Regions from separate parts of the Xenopus laevis genome. Here region 1 is linked to region 2. A link is a contact called in public Hi-C data. All regions are on one chromosome and are shown on one strand. Each heading gives the region's core, a stretch centred on a gene start, on an enhancer-like site or on the middle of the called end of the contact. The rest is flanking DNA. Distances are from core to core; before and after follow the strand shown.

Region 1 (3,610 bases), core at 817-3,316, 140 kb after region 2:
GTTAATTCTTTAACTCCCTCAGATATGAGAAATGAGATATTACAGATAGATGATAGATAGATAGATAGATAGATAGATAGATAGATAGATAGATAGATAGATAGATAGATAGATAGTGCCATATACAAAACTGCAGGGGTTATTTTTAAGATGATAGATGATAGATAGATAGATAGATAGATAGATAGATAGATAGATAGATGTTAAAATGTTAAAACTGAGGTGTTTTTACGCTAAAGACTTGACTGGATTTTCGATTAGAACTACAGTAGAACCCCAATTTTACATCCCCCCTAATTTACATTTTCACAGGATTATTTGCAACACCCATGCTCATACGCTCATAAAATCAACATTTTACTGTATTTATGTTTGCATTGACTAAATAGGGATCCCTGACCCCATCTAAAACAAATGCTCTTTAAAGCTACACATTTATTGTTATTGCTACTTCTTTATTACTCATCTTTCTATTCAGGATCTCTCCTTTTCATATTCCGGTCTCTTATTCAAAATAAATATATAAAAAATAATAAAATGAACCCCAATTACAACTTGCCTCAGAATATCACTGTCTACATCATACTATAGGTTAATTTAAAGGAGAAGGAAAAGCAGTTTTTACTTGGGGTGCCAAATAAGTGATTCTATTTACTTACCAGACACCCCGGGCCAGTGCTCCTGTTAGCAGAAAACTGCTTTGGCCCGGAGTTATTCCAGTGAGCACCACGGAGCAATCGTCTTCCAGGCTTCTTACTTCTTCTTGCGGCTGCGCATGCACAGTAGAGCGGAAAGCTTTAACAAAAAAGCTGGCTATTTAGTTCTACTGCGCATGCGTCTGCCCCGGGAAATTTGAAGAAAAAAGAAGCAGGAAGGCAATCGCTCTATAGTGCTCGCTGGAATAACCGCGGCCAGTGCAGTTTTCTCCTGATAGGAGCACTGGCCTGGGGTGTAAAGTAAGTAGATACAATCACTTGGGGTGCCTAACTTTTAGCAAATGTTCTGACTTCTTCCAGCTTTCAAAAGGGCCCCCATCTAAAAACAAATGCTCTGTAAGGCTGCAAATGTATTGTTATTGCTACTTTTTATTAACTGTCTTTCTATTCAGGTCCCTCCTATTAATATGCCAGCCTCTTATTTAAATTACTGCATGGTTGCTAGGGTAATTTGGATCCTAGCAACCAGACTGCTGAAATTGCAAACTGGAGAGCTGCTGAATAAAAAGCTACTAAAAAATACTGTAACTCAAAAACCACAAATTAAAACCAATTGCAAATTGTTTTAGAAAGTCACCCTCTCTCCATCACACTGAAGTTAAGTCAAAGATGAACCACCACCTTCTGAGGTGCATACGATAATATCACCAAAGGTGAATGTATACAGTTTCTACAGATCTGCTCCAAAAGTTTCACAGAGGGATTTTGTTTTTCAGTTGTAAATGACACTAACATCTTTTTCCTTCACATCTCAGATTTTCCCCATTCTACTTTAGTATACTGTTCACTCCTCCTGTCTGTTGCCTCAGAATCCTATGATGTATCACTTTTCGCCAAGACTAGCAAAACGCCTAATCTCCTGGAGCTGTGCACAGAATCCTTCCACACGCTCCCAGCTGAAGCCCCGCCCTTTCTATTAAGAGGATGCATTGCAGAGGCATTAGAAACTACTGTTCATTTCCGGACGGCAGCAGAACTACATTCCCCAGAGTTCCCCAGCATGCAAAATAGGTATGGGAAGGCAAGCTAGCAGGAAGTACAACGAGTGTTTTTGCATATTGCATTTGTTTTACTCATTGTCTTTCAGCAGAGGGCGCTTACTACACAATTTTAATCTATATGTTGTTACTATGTTTACGTTCCTTCTACGTTTTGAGTTTAGCTCTGTGTTCGATGGAAAGATAAAAATTAGTTTGGAGCATGCAGGATTAGTTGTGGCTAACTGATTCTTGCACCATTGCAGACTTTATACGTGATGTAGAGCAGAGCTGCTGTTATGTGCTTGTGACTCAGACGCTGGTTTACATTTGGTTGCCGAGCAACTGCAGTTTGCAAACTAAAGGATACAGAATTTTACAAAAGAGGGATAAGTGAAGTGTGGGATTTTGGGAGCTGCAAATTCAGGCTCAGTGTCTCTGAAATCAGCATTAACTGCTCAGGTTAGTGAGCTCTGCACATTCTGTGCTACTGGGACATTTGGAGAGCAGTAGGTCTTGAATGTTAGATAGAATGTTACTACACAATTTTAATTTATATGTTGTTACTATGTTTATGTTCCTTCTACGTTTTGAGTTTAGTTCTATGTTTGATGGAAAAATATAAAAATTAGTTCGGAGCACGCAGGATTAGTTGTGGCTAACTCATTCTTGCACCATTGCAGACTTTGTACGTGATGTAGAGGAGAGCTGCTGTTATGTGCTTGTGACTCAGACGCTGGTTTACATTTGGTTGCCAAGCAACTGCAGTTTGCAAACTATATAAAGGATACAGACTTTTACAAAAGAGGGATAAGTGAAGCGTGGGATTTTGGGCGCTGCAAATTCAGGCTCAGTGTCTCTGAAATCGACATTAACTGCTCAGGTTAGTGAGCTCTGCACATTCTGTGCTACTGGGACATTTGGAGAGCAGTAGGTCTTGAATGTTAGCTTTTAGTTTTACTCATTTCCCTATTCGATAGACAGATAGATAGATAGATAGATAGATAGATAGATAGATAGATAGATAGATAGTGCAGGGATTCTTGTTTATTAGAATAGAAATAATAGGCAGATAGGCAGATAGGCAGATAGATAGATAGATAGATAGATAGATAGATAGATAGATAGATAGATAGATAGATAGATAGATAGATAGATAGATAGATAGTGCCATATACAAAACTGCAAAGATTCTTATTTATTAAGATGATAGATAGATAGATAGATAGATAGATAGATAGATAGATAGATAGATAGATAGTGCCATATACAAAACTGCAGGGATTCTTGTTTATCAAGATGATAAATAGATAGATAGATAGATAGATAGATAGATAGATAGATGATAGATAGCTAGGTAGATAGATAGAGTCATATACAAAACTGCAGGGATTATTAAGTCAACATTTCTGTCTTCACATAGACCTTTGTCAAGAGAAACAGTGAAAACAAGGACCCCAACCCCACAAAATATTCATAAGACATGGACGATGCATGATGTCACAGTAAACACAGATCCTCCAGACTGTCAACAAGTTTTAAATCTGTACCATGACTAGTTAAGGACACATTGTGAAGAAATCAAAATGAATATATTAATGTACTCCAGATAGCTGAAAGACTAATTACTGTCATTACCTATTACTTAAAGGGGCATTTTTAAATGCCCTTGCACTTTTTTTTTCAATTGCTATTTTTAAATTTTTTATTACAGTTTTTAGACAAATTATCTTAACTACAGCAATGACACAATTTGTTCCTGAAAATACATTCCCCTTTGTATGCATTCAGACTGCTGTATATAAAACACTTCAAACTAGTTGCAAAGGTCTGGCAAAAAGGTTGTCAGGGGTATGCAATATTTTTTTACTATGTTTGTTATGAAGGAAATATAATCTTAACCTGTATATATTTCTA
Region 2 (3,494 bases), core at 570-3,069:
CTACAACAGACTTTCACAATTTGGCAAGGGACATGGAAAATGTCAGGGGATCTTCCTCTTCCTTCAGTTCGGTACCTACCAAGGCAAATTTGACACGGCAAGACCCCGATTCCACGCCTGATGGCCTTCATAGAGCCAAGAGGAAATATGACGAACATCAAGACGAAAGTAGGTCTAAGAAAAGTGATGCCTCTGGTAGGTTTTTGGACAGACCTTTGCCTTCCTCCAAAGAGGATTTAGTTTGTAGCCCTCAGTCTTTCAGAACCAGCTCCTATTATAATCTGGAGGAAAGTGGACAGTTATTTGCACCGCCTAGTCCAGAAACAGGGGAAGCCAAAAGAAGCGCCTTTGTAGAGGTGAAAAAAGGCTCTAGAGGAGTAGAAGAGAGTTCTCTTAACGCTGAAAATAAATCTATGTCCCCATCCCATTCCGGTAGTCCAAGTGAGCCCAAACGGCTGCAAGTGAGGCCAGACAACCAGGCTGAGGAAAGCTCTCCTATGGCTAGTGCATTCAGCAGTGTTCCTCAGATAAGAAACCTGGATCAGGAGAGAAAAAGCGCATTCTCCCAACCTACTAGAAGTGGCTTCAATCACATTTCTCCCCTGCAGGTCATGGGCCAAAAATTAATATCCAGTGGAATCAATATAGATTGTCCAGGAGAAAACGTGGGTGCAGCTAGGCTCTTCCAATCTGATCCTCTGTCAGTGAAGCTTCAGGGCCCGGAATTAAATGGCAACTGCACACTACAGGGTAGCTTGCCCAAACAAAGTCCTTTTCTCTTTGCCACCACATTTTGGCCAAAAAGTTCCGCAGCTCCTCTCCAGCTGCAGCTGCCCTCAACTCTCACCTTATTACCCCCTTCCTTCACTTCCCTTTGCTTGCCAGCCCAGAACTGGTGTGCCAAATGTAATGCGTCGTTCAGAATGACCTCGGATTTGGTCTATCACATGAGGTCCCATCACAAAAAGGAATATTCCATGGAGCCTCTAGTAAAGAGAAGGAGAGAGGAGAAACTAAAATGCCCCATATGCAACGAGTCCTTCAGGGAACGCCACCACCTGTCCAGGCATATGACCTCGCATAACTAGGTCTGTGTTATATCACAAGTGATGGACCTCTAAATACCCACAGTTGTACGCTGGGGCATGAGCTTTGAACGCAAATGTGTGAGGGTATTTCCTCTCTAAATGCACGCATTTTCACTTTCCAAAAGTACATTTTTTAAAATGTCATATATATTGCAGCATATTGATGCATTTGTCATATCTTTTTACTTAAATTATTAAGCACTTATCGTTTAGGTGTAATATCGATAATTGTATGTATTTTTTTGTTATGATTTTTTTTTCCTATTTTGGATAACAAAGAATATATTGGTGGGCATAGTTACTTTGTGCATTTCCTGACAACATCCGTGTTCCTACCAGATGAACATAAATATTATTATTACAGAGGACTCACTAGTTATGGAGGAGATGCATGGACAATACATTACCGCACAAACAAGAACTCCAAATAGAACCTCATCAACTTGTGTTTTATATCAATGCAAAAACCATGTTATATTGTAACAGTGAAATGAAGTATAATCCCCCTTTCTTTATTTCTTTTTTCCTGTCCCACAGTCCCCATTTGGAAAAAGGGATTTATTACACTTTATAGCTTATCTTGGTATGTTGGATGCTTTGACAATAAATTACTTTATTTTCTGCAAAATTACTCGCTTGTTAAATAGAATTATTTACCTAAGAATGGAGCAGGACAAGCACTACTGGCTCCCCCTTATTAGCTCAGCTCTTTGATTGAATGATTGGGGTTAGATCGGGTTCCTTGGCTGTATAGCTGCGGGCACTTTTTGGCACGTTTATGTATGTGAAGCTACAGCTGATCCCATGACTTTAAACCTTCTGATTAAGTGTCTCTTTCCATTTACAACTAAGGGACATGTAGACACAACGGGGTTACCATTCTGCTGACCCTGCTATACATATGTATATACACATTCAGCCTACAGATGTGTTGGCCTGGGCACATACATTTTGTTTAGATACTGAGATGAAATGCAATAAGGCAGATATGCTCACTACAGCACTAACTGATGCCCATTTAACTGCATATAGTCTACTGTACTGACTGAGCTGAACAGACAGACACACTGAATTACAAAGCTTAGTGGATATATAGGAATACAATGCTTAGAGCTGGCAGATGGTTGGATTTATAAATGTACATATATGTATTGATTGATCACGTACCCTCAGAACGAAGATTTTCTGGAACAAGTAGTGATTGCTAGCATTTTGTCGCGGATATACAATTTATGCATTACTTTTGTGCGACAAAACGTTATAGCATTTTGCCAGATGAAGAACACAGCCGCCCTGCCTGTTTCCACCTGGTGTTAATTAATACCTCATCACATATCTACTATGATTATCAGATGACGTGTAAATTCAGGGACACCTCTAGAAAATCCAAAAAGAAGCACTACACTGGTTGCGATTAAATTTGAATATAATCAGTTCAGTCCCACACCATGTATTATTGTATTTCCAAATAATCTGGTGGTGACCCTAGGGTAAACCGTTGTACCATAACAGGTTTTGTCGTATACTAAAAGTATTAAATAATAAAAAGGACACAGCGCCTATTGTTTATTTTTCCATCAGCTCTCTGAGCTCACAAATCAGTGCACAATATTCTAGGCTGTCGCTTCTTTAGAACACTATTCAGCTGCCCCACTCAGACCTTAGTTTTTACACCAGTTATTGTCTGATTCAAAGTGCCACAAAAGAGACTTTGGAAAATCATAGATGTTTGAGAGCTATGTGCCAGTTTAACATTACAACCAGTGTACCCTTTGAAATTTGGTTCAGAATTCATTGATTATTGATAGATAGTTAAATATAAAAGAATGTAACACTATTGATAATTCCAAAACAATACTTTCCAATCTATAAAAAGTTTTCATAAGATGATAAAGAGCAACTCTCAGTGATGGCTAGGATTTAGTAATAATGGTGTATTTTGTAGAGGGAGAATTATGTTGGTTTTCTACACTGTGACGTGTACGTGCATTCTCCAGATTCTGATGTCACTCTGCAATAAAGAAGATAGCCATAGCAAGATCAAGGACCTTAAACAAAATAATTTTATAGGAAATTTGGCAGATACAGTATATCAAATAAGTGCGCATTAAAGCATAAAAAAAAATATTTTATGCCAGCCAAAAAAAGTGCTCCAGAAATTATAATTGGTGCTTATGTAACTTGTGTCTCATGGCTCATTAAAACTTGTGTTTTATAAAAAATAGTGAACCACCTGTTGTTCTAAAATATGAAGATAAGAGAAGTCACCTCTGAGTTTCATGACCTGTATAACAGCACTTGGCTTTTGGTCTCTTGCCTTTATATGATCATGGAACTCTTCCATGATATCCTAATAGCTTACAAAATAAGTGCACTATCTATCTATCTATCTATCTATCTATCTAT

What was found. A called contact is a pair of places that touch in the nucleus more often than the background predicts.
Region 1: a contact with region 2 is called in a Hi-C map of the XTC cell line, with 5 times the contacts expected there. The contact joins the promoter of cfap299.L here to the enhancer-like site in region 2. A contact is called at or near these places in 2 of 4 Hi-C or Micro-C datasets (the XL177 cell line and the XTC cell line).

The regions. Positions count from the first base shown.
Region 1 is chr1L:103,559,712-103,563,321 of Xenopus_laevis_v10.1, forward strand. cfap299.L (cilia and flagella associated protein 299 L homeolog) reads left to right here and starts at 2,067. Exons shown (of 7, transcript NM_001095253.1): 1 at 2,067-2,155.
Region 2 is chr1L:103,417,807-103,421,300 of Xenopus_laevis_v10.1, forward strand. It overlaps prdm8.L (PR domain zinc finger protein 8), which reads left to right. Exons shown (of 4, transcript XM_018254228.2): 4 at 1-1,719. The coding sequence ends at 1,088. Among protein-coding and RNA genes, the nearest start is that of prdm8.L, 4.9 kb to the left of the region's middle. Within about 2 kb of position 1,820, at least 1 of the 7 cell types and tissues checked has an H3K27ac peak or open chromatin away from gene starts, as enhancers often do.